Regions from separate parts of the Sus scrofa genome. Here region 1 is linked to region 2. A link is a contact called in public HiChIP or PLAC-seq data. All regions are on one chromosome and are shown on one strand. The core of a region is the stretch at or near the end of the contact, and the rest is flanking DNA. Distances in the headings are between cores, read along the strand shown. Region 1 holds the start of STK24 (serine/threonine-protein kinase 24). Region 2 holds the start of RAP2A (ras-related protein Rap-2a).

Evidence for each region. HiChIP or PLAC-seq counts read pairs in DNA pulled down with a chosen protein or histone mark.
Region 1: a contact with region 2 is called in an H3K27ac HiChIP or PLAC-seq map of alveolar macrophages. The contact joins the promoter of STK24 here to the promoter of RAP2A in region 2. A contact is called at or near these places in 2 of 2 datasets of contacts at active chromatin or transcription factors (alveolar macrophages and skeletal muscle).

The regions. Positions count from the first base shown.
Region 1 is chr11:67,563,310-67,567,988 of Sscrofa11.1, forward strand. STK24 (serine/threonine-protein kinase 24) reads right to left here and starts at 2,333. Exons shown (of 11, transcript XM_021065380.1): 1 at 1,880-2,333. The coding sequence starts at 1,921.
Region 2 is chr11:66,676,680-66,681,552 of Sscrofa11.1, forward strand. It overlaps RAP2A (ras-related protein Rap-2a), which reads left to right and starts at 2,483. Exons shown (of 2, transcript XM_021065816.1): 1 at 2,483-2,892. The coding sequence starts at 2,579. It overlaps LOC110255848 (a long non-coding RNA gene), which reads right to left and starts at 1,152. Exons shown (of 3, transcript XR_002336730.1): 1 at 919-1,152.

The DNA.
Region 1 (4,679 bases), core at 1,083-3,582, 890 kb after region 2:
AGAGTTATTTAAAGCAAGGTACCTCCTTTTTTTCCCCCAGATTTAAGAATGTGGGCCCATGCTTTGAAAACAAGATGAGGACCAAAAAAGTGTTTAAGACCACAGACCACCTGGTGACCATCTGATGCTGGCTTCAGGGCACCAGCCAGCTGGGCCTTAAGTTCCTTTTTAAACTGGTTCGCTTTCCACAAAAGCCGAACACCCCCCAGGTACTTTGAGTGAGGCGTGCGAGCTAGATTACAACCTGATTAACAGCCTAAGAGTCAGTCTAAAGAAAGCATTGAGCAAATGCTTTTTTTTTTTTTTTTTTTTTAATGTTACAAGAGGTCCTTCTTGCTCTGCTGGTCAGAAATAATTTTTCACCCAGTTCAGTTTGCCTTCCTGCCTCTAAATTCAAACCAACAAAAGCAGGAATTTTAGGAAATACCAAGAAACCACATCCGATTTTTACCTAGCAGTCAGTAGAAGCTTAGGTGGTAAATGCACGTTGCATTGAAAAATTCTTTAAATCAGAGTCAAGGACAGTTTTCCTCAAGCACAGTCAGGTTATTAACGTAAACTGTTACTCCATTTAAAAAAAAAAAAAACAAAACTCTAAAATGCTGGTAACTTTGTGCCCTTATTTTTCTAGCCAGCAATCGCGAACAATGAAATCGAGTTTTCTTTTTCTGGTTTAAGAGAGAGAAAGAGCAATGATCTCTCGCCAAAAGGGGGGCAGATTCCCAGGTCCTATGGAGTCCAGGTACTAACTTCTCAGGCCTCAAGAGTGAGGGGGAGAGAGGAAAACGAGCCCGTAGAAAGTCTCAAGATAAATAATCCGCTGGGAGACTTGTGGCTGTTTCCTTAAAGCTGGTGTGTCCCAACTCGCTTGGCTAAACCGGGAATGCAAAACTTTACCCACATACCCTAACCGTATAGTGAGATTTTAATCCCAACCATTCTCCCACCATTTATATGCCCTTACAAACATTACAAACTGGCCAAGGACGGGGGTTTTATTTTTCAAAGAGTTTTTAAACAGTCCCCCATGGCGAAAAACTTGCACGCAGTCCTGTAAATTGGAAATGCAACTTCTCTCCCCGCCCCCACCCCCCGCACCCCTGCCCCCACTCCAAAAAAAGTCACTGGAAGGCCAAGGAGCCACCAAGTAGCATCGGAGAGGTTTACTGGGAAGGGACTGGGCTGCATCCAAGGCAAAGCCCAGCGTGCCGGGATCCACCCTCGAGGGCACGGGGTTCGAAGGATCCCTTCTTCCGGAAGGTTTACGGGCTCGCACTTTCCCCTCCGTCGGCACCAGGAGGAAACGCGCCGAACAAACGCGCTGGAAGTGGAGCTGGCAGTTACACCTTCCTCCACCCCGCCCTGCCTCCGCCGCCCCGCGGGCCCCGGACCAGTCGGGGCGCGCCCGGGGCTCCCCTCCCGCCTCTCAACTTTACTGCCCCCTCGCCGGGGCGGCCCGGGGCCTCCAGCGCCCGCCGCCCGCGCCGGGGCCCAGAGAGCGAGCCGGGCCTCCAAGGGCATTTCCCCACATCACTTCTCCCCGGGGATGGGCCGGCGCGGGGCCTGCGGCTCGGGAGGCGCCGGGGGCAGAGGACGCGGGCAGGGCGAAGCGCCGGCACCCCCACGGCCCCCTCGACCCCCTGCCCGCCGGGGCCGCCTCCAGGCCGCGGCCCCAGCTCCCTGCACCCTTCCGCCCCCGAGACCCAGGCCGCGGGGCCGCTCGGGGCGCCCCGGGGGCTGCGAGCGCGGCGCGGGAGGCCGGCGCGACCCCGGAAGGGGCAGCGGAGGGGGAGGGGGCCGTGTTTACACCGCCAAGTTCCCCGCTTCCGCCCCGGCCCGGGCATCCCTCGCTGCCCTCGGCAGCCGGGTTCCTGCCTACCTGCATGCCGGGCAGGCCCGACTGCACCGGGGAGTGAGCCATGGCGGTCAGGACAGCCACTTCCTGGGACGGGACGGCCGGGCCGCGGCGATCCGCGCGGGCGACGAGGCCCGCGGGCCGCGCGCAGCCCTCGGGCGGCGGGGGCGGCCGGCCAAGCCCGAGTCCGGCTTCGGTGGGCCGGCCGGAGCCCGAGGCCACCCCAGCCCCCGCGGGTCCCGGGCCGCGCGGCGGGCTCAGGGGCCGGCGGCGGGCCGCGTCTCCATGCACCGCGCCGGGGAGGGGCTGCCAGGGGCGCGGGGCCTCGCCGCGAGCTGCTTCCGCTCCTGCCGCCGCCGCTGCCGCTTCGGCGGCTGCTGCTGCCTCTCGGCTGGGAGCCGGCGGCCTGGGCCCGTGCGCTGGCCGCCTGGAGCCGGAGTGGGCGCGCACAGCCGGCCGAGCCTGCGAGCGCCGAGCGCGCCCCGCCCCGGCCCGGCCCCCGCGCCCGCCCCCGCGGCCCGGCCGGGGACCCCGCCCCGCGCTTCCGGGAGGGGGAGGAGGAGGCTGGCGGCCGCCGGGCGCCCTAGGCCGCAGCCGCCTGCGCTGCCGCCGGCCCGGGCGGGTGGGGGTCCGCGCGTCTCCCGCGGGCTGCGCCCCCCTCCCAGCCGGCGGGGCGGAGCTGGGAAGAGGGCGCGCGGGCGGGAGTGGGGAGGGGGACACAATCGAAGGCGGTCCCGGGGCGACCGCCCCCAGGCCCCGGCCAGTCGGGCGCCCCGGGGGACTGGGCGGCCAGGGCTCGCTGAGTGCCAACTCTTGCCAGACCATCTCCCTCCTGCCCTCCGCGCGAGCCCACCCCTCCCCGCCTGGCCCCGGGGAAGCGGGCTCCCGGCGACCTCTCCGGGGGCAGAGTCGGGGCCAGGGGGACCTCGAGAGGGAGCGTGCCCAGCGGGGCCTCAGCCAGTGGCCGGTTCAAAACTACCAGGGCGGAGCTTCTTGGTGTCTGGGTGAAGTTTCCAACCAACCCAAGGAGGAAAGCGGGAGGGGAGAGGCCGAGAGTAGTTAATTCCGCGTTTTGGCGACTTGAAAACACCCTGCTTGGAATACTAGGAGCTGTAAACTTAGCTGAGGAGTGGGGGGCTGAACCCCACCCTCTCTGGGCCCCGGAGAATATGCAAATTTAAGAATATGTAAATTACAATAGGGGATCGTCTGCCCCCGAGAAGGGGAAAGTGGGGGAGGGAGGGGGAGGAGGAAGGGACACAATGAAAGGAAACCCTGTCTAGACTTTCCCCTGGCCTTCTCCCGCTCTTTCCGCTGCCTCCACCTTTTAGACACCTCTCCTCCAACTACAGAGGAAAGAAATAAGAAGGAATGAATCAGTGCTGCCTCCAGAAAGTAGTATTTTATTTACAACGACAAACAGTGGCAGCCACTGCAGTGATGTGCCGTATCCCCGGTTGTGAGGACCGGTGAATGCCCACGTGGCACCGCGGGCGAGGTTGGACAAACAAAAATGAGCCCCCACGAGTTCACAGACTATTGGAAAAAACTAAAAAGTCCTCCCCCTGAAAAAAGGATTGTTTATTCTCTGAAGTGTCACTGTATTCAGAGCTCTGGATCAGACTAGGAGTGAGGTGCTAAAATGTAATCTTTGCCTTCCCTTTGGAAATCTGTATTCTCCCCCCCCCCCCCGGCGCCGCCCCCCCCAATTGGTCCAGAGGACTTTCAGAGACCTTGTCACTTGGTGGTGAAGCCGTGTCACCCCCAAGTACTGTGAAGAGAATGTAACAAATAGAAAGTTAAGAAAAGCATGAACCCTGATACTTGGGAGCGTGCCAGCATGTGTAAATTTAGTGCATCTAAAAAATGGGCACATAAAGGGGTGGATGGCAAAACAGGCAAGAGAATGCATCTTAAAAATCTTCGTCATCTTCAACCCAGGAATTTTACTTACAGTACCATATCCTAAGACAAAAAGAAGTGCAGAAGAATGGATATAAAAAGATGTGATGCAGTGATATTTATGATCGTGGGAAAACTGGAAACAGATTTAAAGTCTAACAGAGACGGTTAGTTAAATGATGATAGATTCATATAGTCATTAAAAATGATGTATTTCTAGTAACATGAGAAAATATTTTCAGTATATATTGTGAAGAAAACGCAGGGTACAAAGCAATGTATGTATAATCTGATCTCAAGGCTACTTCATAAAAAAAGTTATATTTAAATTTTAAATATACATCATTTACACATGCACACACACACATAGATAGTTTTATATGTAAATAAGAAAAAAACCTGGACATATAAACACCAAGATTTTGCAGTGGCTATCCCTGGAATTAAAGGTGATTTTTTTTTTTTTTTTCAGTCAGTGTTCAACCAAAAGAGACCATCGTGCTAAGAGGTCTCTCCTTGGGGTCAGCTTTCAGGCTGTAACACGGCAGCAAGAGGAGGAATAGGACAAGTGGACAACCATGTGTAGGCACTGATCTAAGATATTGCCATAGGGAACTCAACCTGTAGGCCCACTGTTGCAGGGGGCTGACTTCCAACAAATGAGCCACTGCAGCATTGGACCATAATGATCTGGGCATAAAAAGTAATCGGAATCCCAGTCCTGTTCTCTTGTGGCAAGTTAAGGTCCAGAATTGTCACTGCAGCAGCTTGGGTCACTGCTGTGGCGTGGGTTCGATCTCTGCCTGGGAACTTACGCATGCCACAAGCTGGCCAAAAAAAAAGTAATTGAGGAGTTTCCGTCGTGGCTCAGTAGTTAACAAATCCGAGTAGGAACCGTGAGGTTGCGGGTTCAATCCCTGCC
Region 2 (4,873 bases), core at 1,233-3,732:
CTAAAAAGCTAGTGGAACGCTGTATTCAACTACAAAATCCTCTTGGAACATCCCTGCCAGAAAGATACAAAGCTTCACTTCGTATCCGTGCAAGCTCTTATTTCTGACTTATTCACATTACTGGCTTAGGATGAGGTATCAGATCGTCTTTGGTTTCAATTCTGTTAAAACTTTCCTTTTTCCTGATTCTTAGTTCTTTGCAATCTGCTTTCACTGTTAATTCTGGTGGATCAACTGCAACTCATATTTTGATAGGTAATCAAGAAATAACGACTGAATTATATTTTACTACATAATTTGGCAGGACACTTTCCCACAATTATCTTTGGCAAAAACTTGATGTGTGTGTTATACTATAGCAGGATAATGTAAAAGTAAGTTATCCATTTTAAGATAATGGAGCCATAGGCGGTAGGACATGGATAAATATATCTTTGTACTAGTATATGTACTTTGTATACATGGCTGGTATATCTTTGTACTAGTTTGATAATTGACAGAAAAGATGGGAAAGGAACATCTGTTTTTTGAACTCAGACCAAAATCCTCTCTACCTGATGACCTTGTGGGGAAGAAGGGTGAAGAAATATGCCATGATCAAACCTTAGAACTATAGAAATCTATCATTCCCAAGAAATGGGAGTGATGTATGGCTGTAGACTAGTTCGAGAAGGACATAGTTTAAGGAAGGCAAATCCAATAACCAATTATTACAAAACATAATCCAGGAAGGTTTAGGAATATAACTTCTCCTAAATTTAACGTTGTAGGTGGGAGAGAGTGTTTAATTATGATCTAATGCCACAGAGAGAACAGTAAGTTTTAAAAGGGAGTTGTTAAAAATGTTTTAGGAGCCACGCATGGAGGACCCATGCAACTGCTGCAGTATGTCTCTTTAATGACCGGAAATTTTCTCACCCTCAAGACAAGAGTCCCTGTTTTCTCGATTGACCCACGATTCAGCCCACATCACTCAGCACTATTTCCGGGTCCGTCATTTAGGCAGAATGCCACCGAGACGACGTTAAAAGCGAAACCCATGGTTCTCGCCTCCAACACATCTTGTTCCCTTGCCAACGTAGGGTGCAACGACCTGTCCCTCAATCACTGACCCCTCCCAAACCCACCAGCCCTACCCCGGGTCTCCATTCCACCCACCCTTGGGGGCAAGGGAGTCGCGATTTCTGGTTGGCTCAGCTCAAGTCTCCGCCATCCGCCAGCTCACCTGCGGTTGGTTGGCAGAGCGTGCGTGGGAGGTGGGAGGGCTGAGCCTGCAACTAGGCTTTCCCCCCATTGGCTGATGGATGGGCATCACGTGGTATGAAGTGGCTCTCTATTGGCCGAGAATGGTACCATGGGTCCAGAGGCGTGCACTGGTTGGCTGGAACGACTCCCAGCTTCCTACTAGGTGCCCCGGCTGGCTGTTGCTATGAGCTGTCCCCAGGCCTTCTGGCTGCGCCTGGGGCTTCGCTCTCCCAGTTTTCCAAGCGCCCGTAGCTGACAGGGCGTGGGAAGAGCTCGACTTCCAGCAGACGCTGAAGAAAGGCGGGGCTGGGGGGAGGTGGGCGGGACTCCCGGCGACGTCACCGGGCGTGGGCCCGGCTTCCGCATGGTCGCTGGCCTTTGCCGCCTCTGGCAGTGGGCAGGATGAGGGCCTGTCACTTTTCCCTCTGTGTCTTGACGCTTAAAACAAAGCTTCACTTCGGTTTTATGCTCGTCCTTTAAACAAAGCCTTTTTTCGTTATGTTTATACAGGACAAAACCAAAGCTCACAGGCTGGGTGGTGTCTAGCAAGGCCCTCCTGCCAAGGCCTCCTTTTGGACCTTGCCGGTGTCTTCTTGTCACTCCCCGCCTCAAGTTAAAACCTAGAGACTGCTCTGGCCCCGCCAACATCGCGTCTCTGCCAAATTCTGAACTTGGCGTGCTCAGGCCGAAGCGGTTCCCGTCGCGGGCAGAAGAACCGCGCGTGCTCAGTACGCAGGATCCGCAGGGTTCGACGCGGCTTGCGGGGTGGGGTGTTGTTGGGTGGCCCAGGTGGTTGTTTATCTAAGCGCGGGCCGAGGCTTCCGCACGGCGCAGAGCCTCCCGGGAGCGCGCGAGGCCGGTCGCCTAGGCGACGGGGGAGCAAGGGCGGGGCTGCGCCACCGGGTCCCGCCCCGGGCCGCCGGGCCCCGCCCCCAGCAGCGCTGCGGCTGGGGCTCGGGCGCGCGCTCCGGCGCCGAGGGGAGCGGCGGCGGCGGCGGCGGCGGCGGGCGGGGAGCTGGGCGTGGAGGCGCGAGGGGCGGGGCGGGCGGCACTGCAGGCCCGCGTTTCGGGCGGCTCCGGCGGCTCCCTGGCTCCCACTCCCTGCTCGCCCTCAGTGCCTGCCGGCGCCCGCGGGGCCGCATTGCCGCCGGCTCGGCCCATGCCCAGGGCTGCTGCTCCCTCCGCCGGCGCCCGGGGGGCCGCGGCGGCCGTGAGGTGGGGGCAGCCGCGGGACGCGGCGGGGCCGGCCGCCGGCGCAGGGTTGGGGGGCGCAGCGCGGCGGGCGTAGGTCTATGTCGCGGGCAGCGGCGGCGGCGGCGGCCGCGGAGGGACGATGCGCGAGTACAAAGTGGTGGTGCTGGGCTCGGGCGGGGTCGGCAAATCCGCCCTGACCGTGCAGTTCGTGACCGGCACCTTCATCGAGAAATACGACCCCACCATCGAGGACTTCTACCGCAAGGAGATCGAGGTGGACTCGTCGCCGTCGGTGCTGGAGATCCTGGACACGGCGGGCACCGAGCAGTTCGCGTCCATGCGGGACCTGTACATCAAGAACGGCCAGGGCTTCATCCTCGTCTATAGCCTCGTCAACCAGCAGAGCTTCCAGGACATCAAGCCCATGCGGGACCAGATCATCCGAGTGAAGCGGTGAGAGGGCCGGGGGCGCGGGCAAGGGGCTTCGCGGTGCGGCCGGCAGCCCCTGTCCCGGGGCCAGAACTCCCTCCCGCGTGCTCTGGGGTGGCTGTGGGCAGGAGGAGCTGTCTAGGCAGGTGGCTCTGGGGTCTTAGGCTTTATCCTAAATTTTTAGCTGGTAGCATCCTCCTCGTCATCTTGAATCTCAAATTTGAGTGCTTTGTTTCACAACTCAAATTTGGCATCCGGTGAACCCACAGCACAGCTCTTTGTCTCTTGGATATTATTAGTAGCGGTTGTGCAGAACCCCAAAGGAAACAAAGTTTAAAACTTGCAGTGGGGGGAGAGGGGCGGGTAGGTTTCTGCTGGGAGGAGGCAGCTGTGCAAGTATAGCGGAGACATTTTCAGACGGAACAACAAAAAACCTCCCTTTGCAGCATTTGACAGCAAAAATTGCTTACACAAATGTGGTAAAAATGTCAAGTCCAATGGAAAGAGATCTTTCTCATTTCATAGAAGATTGAATGGTGGCAAGGCGTTTTACAAAAATGAACTCTTCACTTAAGATGAAACTTTAGAGACAGGTTATCAAATTATTTGCAGACCTGGCTCTGTGGGATTGAGAGAGTATTAGTATGTAGGAGCGCGAATGTACTATCACATTAAAGAATGTGGCTTAACTTTTTTTTTTTAATCTAGCCACTTTACCCCTCAGAAACAAAAAGAAAGGGAAAAAAAGAGGCATTCTTAAAAATAGAATGAGTTTCTTCAAAGGTGTGACTCAAATATTAGCTAATTTAAAGTTAAAGCAGATAAGCTCTTTCCTGTTACAAACTCTTTTCGCAAGTGTGCATTTTGGAAATATAACAGCCTAATGGCTTCTGCTATTTGTTTTATATTTTTTCCTATAATTTCTAGCATCAAAAAATGCAATAGTATCTCAGTTCAGAGTTTTAGCAAATTTTTCTAATTACCATTTAATTACACATTACTGTTTTGTCTGATTCTTACTATTAGTTAATAATTGCCAATAATTTTGATTCAGCATAATTTTGCTTTTCTTTCCCAGTTGTACCAGTAACCCTAAATTTGTAGACAGTTGCAAAAGCTAGTTATAAGTGTTATCATAGACATAATCTCATTTTTAGTCAGTTTGAGTCTACTCATTTTGAAAGAGCAAATACCAAGTCAGGTGCACGCAAGCTTTGCTCAAAAATTCATTACAAGAGGCGGATTTTTAATGCCACATAGGAGATCAAAGGGGAGGTCCTCTCCCCTCCTCCTTTAACTCATTGAATATGCCCTTTAATAGCTAAACTAAAATTTCGTGTGTTATTTTATATGTTAGATTTCAAGCTGGAATACAGTGAATGTTTTCATGGCCTCTGACAATGTCCTAAGATCTGTGAATCTGACAGCTTTTTACTTTTTCAGTCTCATTTCTTAAAGTTAATTGCTATAGTTAACATAGGAACCCTTTTGGTGTTAAATTTATTAAGTATATGATATTTAAGAGGCTGTATTTAAATGACTCACATCTTTAATTCCCCTCATACTGTTTTAAAAAACAAAAAACCTTTAGAACAGGGCAATCTACCACATTGTCACATGTCAATCTTAGGCCAAGTACATACATCAAATAGTAAAGTAAACGCCCCAACTGCTCCACCCTTTGTATTTAAACATATCACAGATAATTCCTGCGTTGATAAAGTCACAAGCCCAGGGCAAACTTCTTGGCACAAACTTACAGGACAGAATATGACAGAATGTTATTGGATAGTATAGTCCACATGATTTTGTAGTTTACTAGAGGTTACCAAGAATGAGTTAGTCTGAACTTAGTGTGCTAGAACGATTTATTTGTTTGCACTGTGACCCAGGAAGAAAAAGAAGAATAAAATTCTCCTTGCCCAAATGTCATTGTACTCACTAGTCTCAGTTGCCGATGTGTACAGTTGAAAAGCTCAGCTGAAGTGGACTTCGTAAACTCTTT